Linked DNA regions of Mus musculus: region 2 is linked to region 1. The links are chromatin contacts, called in public HiChIP or PLAC-seq maps. All regions are on one chromosome and are shown on one strand. Each heading gives the region's core, a stretch centred on a gene start, on an enhancer-like site or on the middle of the called end of the contact. The rest is flanking DNA. Distances are from core to core; before and after follow the strand shown. Region 1 has its middle 77 kb from the start of Gata3. Region 2 holds the start of 9230102O04Rik (RIKEN cDNA 9230102O04 gene).

What was found. HiChIP or PLAC-seq counts read pairs in DNA pulled down with a chosen protein or histone mark.
Region 2: a BATF HiChIP or PLAC-seq map of CD8 T cells shows a contact between it and region 1, with 6 read pairs. The contact joins the promoter of 9230102O04Rik here to the enhancer-like site in region 1. A contact is called at or near these places in 1 of 39 promoter capture datasets (liver), 5 of 484 Hi-C or Micro-C datasets (CD8 T cells, effector CD8 T cells, embryonic fibroblasts and 2 more), 4 of 115 datasets of contacts at active chromatin or transcription factors (CD8 T cells, embryonic stem cells and pancreatic cancer cells) and 2 of 9 other capture datasets (adipose tissue and pancreatic islet).

What each region holds. Positions count from the first base shown.
Region 1 is chr2:9,799,141-9,803,639 of GRCm38.p6, forward strand. No RefSeq gene overlaps it. Among named protein-coding and RNA genes, the nearest start is that of Gata3, 77 kb to the right of the region's middle. Within about 2 kb of position 2,626, at least 35 of the 459 cell types and tissues checked have an H3K27ac peak or open chromatin away from gene starts, as enhancers often do. A contact at or near this core is called in CD8 T cells and pre-pro-B cells, where this site is marked.
Region 2 is chr2:9,886,933-9,891,431 of GRCm38.p6, forward strand. 9230102O04Rik (RIKEN cDNA 9230102O04 gene) reads right to left here and starts at 2,608. Exons shown (of 4, transcript NR_040511.1): 1 at 2,280-2,608; 2 at 659-735. It also overlaps a transcript of Gata3 not described here.

The DNA.
Region 1 (4,499 bases), core at 1,376-3,875:
GAAGTCACTCAGCCCCACATTTAGAAATAACCTCGTCCATTGGACACTGCCTTTTTTAAATTTTATTTTATTTTGCAAAATTAGGAACCTAGCTGTGGAACTCAAGCTTGCTTTCAGAAGCCAGAGTCATTCTAAAGAGCAACCTTTGAGGACTGGGGAGATAGCTCAGTTGGCTGAGTGCTTGCCTTGTGTGTGTGTGAGACCTGAATTCATTCCCTAGAACCAACGTGGGAGCGGTGGGGGGACGGAGTGCAGTGGCCCATGCTTGTCAACCCAGCATGGGAGAGGCAGATGTCCTAGATGCAGGATTTGCTGGCCAGAAGGTCTGATCTATTTGTTGAACTCCTGACTGTCAACAGACCCTGTCTCAAAAAAAAGGAAAAGAAAAAGAAAAAAAGAAAGAAAGAGAGAGGGGGGAGGGGAGGGGAGGGGAGGGGAGGGGAGGGGAGGGGAGGGGAGGGGAGGGGAGGGGAGAAGAGAAGAGAAGAGAAGAGAAGAGAAGAGAAGAGAAGAGAAGAGAAGAGAAGAGAAGAGAAGAGAAGAGAAGAGAAGAGAAGAGAAGAGAAGAGAAGAGAAGAGAAACAGTCCTTGTAACTTGCTCTCCAAGCTGTCTTCTGGGGTTTCCAGGTGTAGATTTTCCTTCAGGTCATTCACATCTGCAGTCTCCATCCTTAAAACAGCCGGTGTCAAAATGAATTTCCCAATTAGTGTTTGTGAGAAAGCCTGGGAGACCAATCCCTTAGCTACTGCCATGGCAACACTGCAGTGGTTCTGCCTCTGGAAATGAGTTTGAACTCTCCTGAATGTGGAGACCAGCATAAAATTCCCTAACTGTGGAGACCACTGTGAAGTCCCCTGATGTAAAGACCACTGTAAAGTCCCTTAAAAGAGGAGACCACAAGAAACTCGTCTAGCTATGGAAACCACTGTAGATTCCTCTGGATGTGGAGAGCATTTTGAAGTTCCATGGAATACAAGGTGTAAAATGAACTTAAATGTCTATTACAACCTAGGCTATAAAATGGGCTCGTTTCTGATAAGGCATGGTGTGGCACAGCTTTGCGGTGCCATTGCTAGTGAGGCTGAGGTAGGACATCAAGAGCTCAAGACCAGCCCCGTCTGTACGTTAAGACTGTTTCTCAAAAACAGTGTCAGAGGATGTGGCCCAGTACTTGCCTTGGACATGGTCTTGTACAGGACCATGGGTTTGATCCCCAACACTGAAAAACAAGGAGAGCGAGCAAGCAAGCAAGAGAGAGAGAGAGAGAGAAACAAACAGGAGCAACTCATGCCCATCCATGACTTTCATCTACTTGTGCATGTGCACTTACGTGCACATACACACACACACACACACACACGTGCGTGCATATGTATGTGTGCATGTGTGTCTTTTCATGCATGTGTGCCTGTGTGTGTGCATATGTATGTACATGTGTGTATGGGCATGTGGGTATGTGTGTGCATGTATGCCCATGTATGTATGTGTGTGTATGCACATGTGCTTGTGTGTATGTGTGTGTGCATGTGTGTGTGTATGTATGTGCATGTGTGTATGGGCATGTATGTATGTGTGCATGTGTGTCTTTTCATGCATGTGTGCCTGTGTGTGTGCATATGTATGTACATGTGTATATGGGCATGTGGGTATGTGTGTGCATGTATGCCCATGTATGTATGTGTGTGTATGCACATGTGCCTGTGTGTGCATTTGTGTGTATGTGTGTGTGCATGTGTGTGTATGTATGTGCATGTGTGTATGGGCATGTATAGTATGTGTGCATGTGTGTGTGCATGTATATGCACATGTACCTATGTATATGCTTGTGCATGCCTCTGTGTGTGTTTGAATGTGTGTATGTGTATGTGCACGTCTGCATGTGCAAGTATATGCCTCTGTGTGTGTGTGTGTGTGTGTGTGTGTGTGTGTGTGTGTGTACCATATTCCTTTGCATCATGGTTTTTCTCTCTCAACCTAAATCTAGGCTGGCCATCAGCAAAGGCAGACATCTTCCTCTCTCATCACGGCACAACTCTGGGGTTTCAGGCACACTCCTGGTTTCTTGTGTCAGTGCTGGGGATTTGAACTCAGATCCTCATGCATATACAACTCCTTTTACCACGGAGCCAACTTGTAAACCTCCCTTTTGTCTTTTTATTAATAAGAAGACTGGATGCAATAATAATTAACTGTCATCTATAAGCTCATAGAATATACAATACCACCCAAGTTATAACAAGCTATGGTATTTCCATTATGACTAACACCAGTGTATTGTTTAGGGAGACAGTTGTAACTCTCAGTGCTGGTGGACACATAACACTCAGAAGACCCAATCAAATGGAGACCTCCGTCAAATCAGGAAGGCTCACAGACAGTCCCGTGTGATTGCCCAATACCAGCAAACTCTGTGGTGTCTTCTGCGCCACTGTGAAGATGAACTGCTAACCAGTGTGACTGACACCTACTGTCAGAAGGCTTTCTAGAACAACTCCGAAACGAGAGTGTGGCCACTGTGTCCCAAGGCTGAGGTTTCTGGAGTTTCCACCCGTGGTCTGGGCGGAGATGGTGTGATTGAGTCTCACATCTGCCAAGGGGCTGAGGTGAAGGAAAAGGGAACTGGATTGGTTCTCACCTCATCAGATCTGACCACATCCTCCCTCTCCAGCTACCCCCTGTGAAGGGGAAGGGAAGACAATGGCAGCCTCGAAGTAAAAGAAGGGAGAGGTAGGGCAGGCAAATGGTGAGCCAGGGAAAGAAAGGTAGGGGCAAAGTCAGGAGACCTTCAGAGTGGCAGGGACAAGAACTCAGAAGGTGACAATGTGGTAATCACACCTGTAATCCAGAATTTGAAAGACCAGGGCAGGACTGCCGTACGCTTCAAGCCAGCCTGAGATACCCACATGTCAAAACCAATTAATTAATGAATCCATTAATTAACTAAAGAAAGTAAAGACAACAGGGTCTTTGTCAGCGGAACAATTATATACAACCATGTTTTGTGAGGGCAGTATTATGGTATGCTTGTCAGGATAGTGACATCTTACAGAGAAAAAAAAAATAACGTTTTCTAAACAGGCTTGATAATGTAGAGCCAATAATCTCAGCTCCTTGGAAAAGCTGAAGCAGGGGGATTATAAATTTGAGCCAGCCTGGGATAATTAGTGAGACCCTGTCTCAAAATAAAAATAAAAATAAAGTTTTAAAAGAGGTGTGGGGTGGGGATATAGTTCAGTGGTAGAGCATTCTCCTAGTATCTGATGACGATGACAATGACGATGACGATGACAATGATGATGATGATGGAGGAGAAGTAAGGAAAGCTTTCCAATAATAATTTTCTTTAGTTTTCTAAATGGGGGGATAATAATCTTTCATTGCACATAGTAACACAGTTGTCTAGATGCAGCACTTTGGTTTAGTGATTCTGGAACTCACTAAAAATGAGAAGTGGGAGGGAACACAGGAGCAGATGAAGAGGACAGCCCAGCCTGACCAGGGTTGCTATTCACTCCCACAGCACATCAGCAGTTCAGAGGACTTAGCATATCCCTGAGTGACAGGTCCACCTTCTACCCAGAATGGGGCACGGATTCTCAGAAGCGTAACTCTCATCCATCCACTGCTTCCCCTTTTTTATTTCAAGAAATAACCTGACCAGGAAATTTGTGTAACTTGCCTAAGGCTGCAGGTGGCTAGCTGGACCCAGAATCCGGGCCTCCTGGGGCTTCTTCCTAATCCAGTCTTCTGGCAGCAGCATCCCTCCCAACACCAACCAAGTCACAGAACACCACCTAGGCCATGATTTTGAAAGTAAAAAGCAAACAAGAACAGAAAATCTTACCGACGGGGTCTTTCATCTATGTAACAATGTAACAACTAGTTGGACGGACCTGAGTCACCCAATGAACACCCTTTAAAAAAAAGCTAATGAAACTGATCAGACTAACTCTCCTGGCACACCAGAGAGCGAGTGAGTCAGGATGAGTCACTGGATCAAAAGCTACAGGAGAGCATTCACAATAGCAGGTGATCAGCATAGTGCTGTTCACAGGATCTCGGACCCTCACTTAGCCACCCACGACTGGAGAATACTCCGTAGAGCGAGTTCACCAGAAGTGTTCAGAAGTGCTGTGATGGACAGTGAGAAGCTGGCGGATCTTGAAAGTCTCCTTCTCTCCTGCGTTTGCGTGTTTCTTCGTTCTGTTCGTTAAGGTCTCTTGTACTTTACGTCATGTCTACGTGTGGGTGTGAGCATGTGAGAACACACCTCAACAGTGGCTAGACTAGGAAGACAGATCCCCTGGAGTTATAATTCCAGACAGTTGTGAGCTAGAAAGCAAACTCAGGTCTTCTGCAAAAGCAGGAAGTATTCCCAAACATCTCATCCGTGGAGCCATCTCTCCAGCCCCCGGTTCTGTTTGCTGAGACTGGATCTCACTATGTATTCATTGGATGACCTGGAATTTGATACATAGACCAGGCTGCCTTCAGACTC
Region 2 (4,499 bases), core at 1,358-3,857, 88 kb after region 1:
ATTTTATCCCCTCTGCTTTCTCACTGCACAGAACCCTGGTCACACTCTCTGGGAAGCTGGGTTTCTCTCCCACCTCGGGGTGCTTCTGTAAACAAGGGTGCCTACCAACCACCAGCTACCCTGGGGGGCTGCCAGACGTTGACACATCTGGGCTCCAACTTTGTCTCCCAGTGCACGTTTCTTCAATGATATGCAGACAATGAGCCTAACCATGTAAGGCTCGTAAAGCAGGGAAAGGTAAACATGGCATTGACACTTGGGCACTGCAGCCACCTTTAGAGAATGCTCTGTCCTGGGTAGATGGGCTAGCTCCTCTAATGTCCTGTTCTCCTGACAGTGAAAAGCATCTACGCAGAGCTCTTCCCAAGCATTCTAGCAGCTCTTATTACCCCCCATTCAGTTTTTCTTTGCACCCCAAGTTCTGCTAGCTCCTTCTTCCAAACAAGGGCATCCACACACTTCCACACCATGATCACCCAAGGTCACTGCAGAAAGCCAAAGACTTCCAGTGCCCAGAAAGAACAATAAAGGGCTGGGGTCTGGTTCACTTTCTTTCAGAGGCAGCTATCCCCATGGCGGAGACCTCCTCTTAATTCTCGCCATGGGAATCAAGGAGAAGGATAACAGAGGAAAAGGAGATAGCTATGTACTCACTGACCAGGGCAGCTCTCTCCTGAAGGCCAGCTGGTTTGGTTTTTGTTTTTTTGTTTTTTTTCCACCCGCCTTGCTGGAGATCTGAAGGTAGAAATGACAGGCAGACTTCACTGTTGCTGACGCTCCCACAGCAGCGGCGGCTGCTTCACTGCATCTCAGCCAGGCTTCCAGCCAGAGGTAAAACCTGGCTGATGTGAATCCTTGCTAAGAGCCCCCTCCCCTCTGCCTCCCTTGGCTCAGTGTAGACAGCAGAGCTCTTCCGGGTTGCAAAGGGGTAGGAGGAGGGGGGAGGAGGAAAGAAGGAGGGGGAGGGAGGGAATGAATACCATCCCCTTTTGCAAACACACAAACCGCACATCAGAGGTGTGTGAAACTGAGTTGGACCGGGTGGGCAAGAAACATTGCCTGAAATGTGACCTGCTCCTGGTGCCTACAAAGCCAGCCCACTGTCTCCAGACCGGGTTGGAATTAACACTATAAATGACACTGCCCTGTGGAATGGGCCATTATCATAGGCACAAACGTGTTTGAAGCATTTTCTTCTCACTTTTGAACAAATGGTTCAATAAGAGGTTCTATGGGCACGGTCAGGAGTGAACATCGTATGAAGAGCTAACAAACTAGTAAGCCTTCAAAAGTGTTTTCTTTCTCTCAAGGTTTGGGTTTATACGGGCACCCCCATTCCCAAAAGTAGTCTCTTTGCCTTTACTTCACACCACTGCTGCAGCGGCCACCACCACCCTTTAGTCGGGATTAGTAAAATAGAATTTGAATGTTTTTGGCTGGACTTGATTGCTGCTGTCTAATCCAGGCATAGAAGAATATTCATCAGAGTTAAAAGGATCCTATGGGTCCCAATTGTCTTAAATTATTTCATGAGGAAATTTTATTTTTGAGGAGAAAAATAAAAAAATAAAAACAGGAACTAGAAGCAGTCAAGGGAAAATTCTATAAAGGAAATGAAGCTGTTTGCCCTACCCAGGACCCAGATAACTGCAGTGTCCTGCTTGGAGTAAACACACACACACACACACACACACACACACACACACCTTCCCATTCCCATCCAATAGCAAGGGCATCTGAATCATGTACCAAGAGAATCTACCACGAGTACATTTCAGCTAGAGTGAAATGAAACCCTTCAAACACCGAGGTAGAAAAGGGTCAGGGTCCATTTGTTTTGGCAGGTTGAATTTTCCCTTCACAATATTTTTGCAAAAAAAATATGGAGGCTGACTTTTAAAATAAATATATCCTTGGGGAGAAATAAAACAAAGTTTTGTCCGTGGCTGAACCATGAAGTCAATAAGTTGGGGCTGCTCCAACCGGTTGGGTAGAAAGAGGTGACTCAGTGTTCAGCTTTGGGGTGGTCAACTCCTGGGAGAAGGAGACCGGTCAGAGCCTACGGAACTGTTGAGGTGGGGCGGAAGACAGAGGAGAAAGGAGAAGCTGGGAGTCCCGAAAGTGTTAGTCGGCACCCGTGGAGTGGCGAGAGCTACCGGGTGATGGATGTCACGTTGCAGAGTGGGTGATACCAGGATAGGCACGCTTTTCTCCTAGATACTGTCAGCGACCTGTCTCTACCTCCACAAACCTGAAATTCTTTCCATTTAGACACCAACCCGTCTGCGCCTCGGCGGGGCGTCCTCTGGGGTGCGATGAACCCAAGAGTGGAGCAAGCTGAGAACACCATTTGCCAATCTGGCAAAAGGAAAGAAGGGGATCTTCTGGTCCATTGGGGAACCCGGAAGAACCATCTTCGCCAAAGCAATCCTGCCAGTCCCCAGCCCTGTCGCTCCAGCTCTCCGCCACCAAGTGGCAGAGTCACACTCTCCAGTAAGCTGTGAGGACTAGGCTGGAGCCATGCTCTTAACAACCTATGCCCAACCTGTTGCCCTAATGCACCCTATGAACTGTCCAGGAAAGCCGTGGGTCCTGGGAAGATGTGACTGGCTTCCGGGAAGCGTAAGAGACACAAGTACCCTTCCTCCTTACGCGCGACTGGATGGGGGCTGGAGCAGAGACCAGAGAGGCACGCATGTGCCCACGTGACTACAACAGTTGATCCTCCCAATCCCCTGCACCCAGCGGTATCTAGATCTCACTTCTGGGTCTCGCGGGCGGGTGGGGCTTTTTACGGTTTCCCCATGCTTCCCATTCACTTCCCATTCAATGCTTCTTGTCCCCCTTTAAGGTCCCTGCTGTCCCTCCTCCTCTTTCTCCTTACCTTCAACAAGTTCGCCTCCAATTTGAAAGCCTCTTTTTCCTTAGAATGTACGTCCTATAGGGGCACTTCCGAACCAAAGCAGACTTTCTTCCCTCTCCCACTCCTCTTACTAAAGCTCCCTCGCGAGCACCTTCTGTCCCCCAGGTCTCCTCGGGTCTGCTCTGCCGGCCTCGCCGCGCTCCTTCCCTTCTGCCGACACCGGCTCCGGATTGAACACTGCTCTAAAACGTAAAGAGCTGTGAAAATGCGGTCGCGTGCCCCACCCCCAACCCCGTCATTGCTCCCAAAAGTCTTAACTGGAGGAAGTTGGGCTTCCAAAGAAACTTGGAGGCTAAAAAAGAAAATCCTAAGAACTACAGTGGTCTGGCTGGGGCTAAAGGCATGATCTGATTCTCTTAACAGACAGAAGGGTGGACAGGGGAGTTGGGGGGCGGGGGGGGGGAGTATTGAAGTGGGAAGGGAATGAGGTAAAGAGAGAGGGTCCAGCGCAGTAGCACCCCTTTAATAGATTGCCCTGTCCTCAGCACTCCGGAGGCAGAGGCAGGTGGGTCTCTAGCTGGTCAGCCTGGTGTACAAAGCAGGACTGAGAACCCCTGTGTCGAAAAGGAAAACAAAAAGTGGAGATGAAGGGGGAAGTGAGGGAAAGGCTCTGAGGCATTTATTCCTGATTACTGGACATCGCCTGAGCACAGTACAAGGATAGTGCTCTAAGAAACCACGAGTCGCTGTCTGATTTTACAACGGAGTTGCTTTCCGGTTGAAATTTCAATTTCTGTCTCTGTCTCTCTCTTTGTCTCTGTCTCTGTCTGTCTGTCTCTCTGTCTCTGTCTGTCTGTCTGTCTGTCTGTCTCTCTCTCTCTCTCTCTCTCTCTCTCTCTGTGTGTGTGTGTGTGTGTGTGTGTGTGTGTGTGTGTGTGTGACAAGAAATGACATTGCCTCATTCAGTGGTGATAACAGTAGTTCACGCCAGGGTTGCTGGAAGCTGCCCTGAGAACAGGACGGTCCCATCACTAATTTTAGGGAGTGTTTTCATTGAGGATGTTTGTGTGTTCTCTGGACACATAGATCACAAAGACACAGGCCAGTTCACAGCCACGGAGACATAAAGACTTCCCTGTTGGTTGCTTGCACCTGTGCCCTTTCTAGTCCAGCTACCTCGGGTTTTTCTGACTCCACTTCTCTTGCACGGAATAACCACTGAACCATGGAATAATTGCTGATCTGAACTATTTCATTTCTGTTTGGGGTAGAAATGGGACCAAGAGACAGAGGTCATTCCTCACTGGTGAGGACTGTGAGCTGAGCTACCGAGGGAGACAGTGTGGAACCCTGGGCCTGGGGATACATATTGGCTGTGGATGGTTCCTGGAAGCCATTGTGCTCTCCTAATGGCCACCATCGCCAGCTACTTCAAACCCAGAGGTTAGTTCTGTAGCTTTTCTCAGATCAGGATCTAAGGCACTGGGTTTGAAATATAAAGGGAGGTCACCAGGCACATGGAAGAAGAAGATGGATCATTAAATGACTCTGGGATAAATGGAACACGGGAGGCGGAGGCGGATCTCTGTGATGGCCATGGAGATAGGTTCACCCGTGGGATAAAGAAAGGGATTCC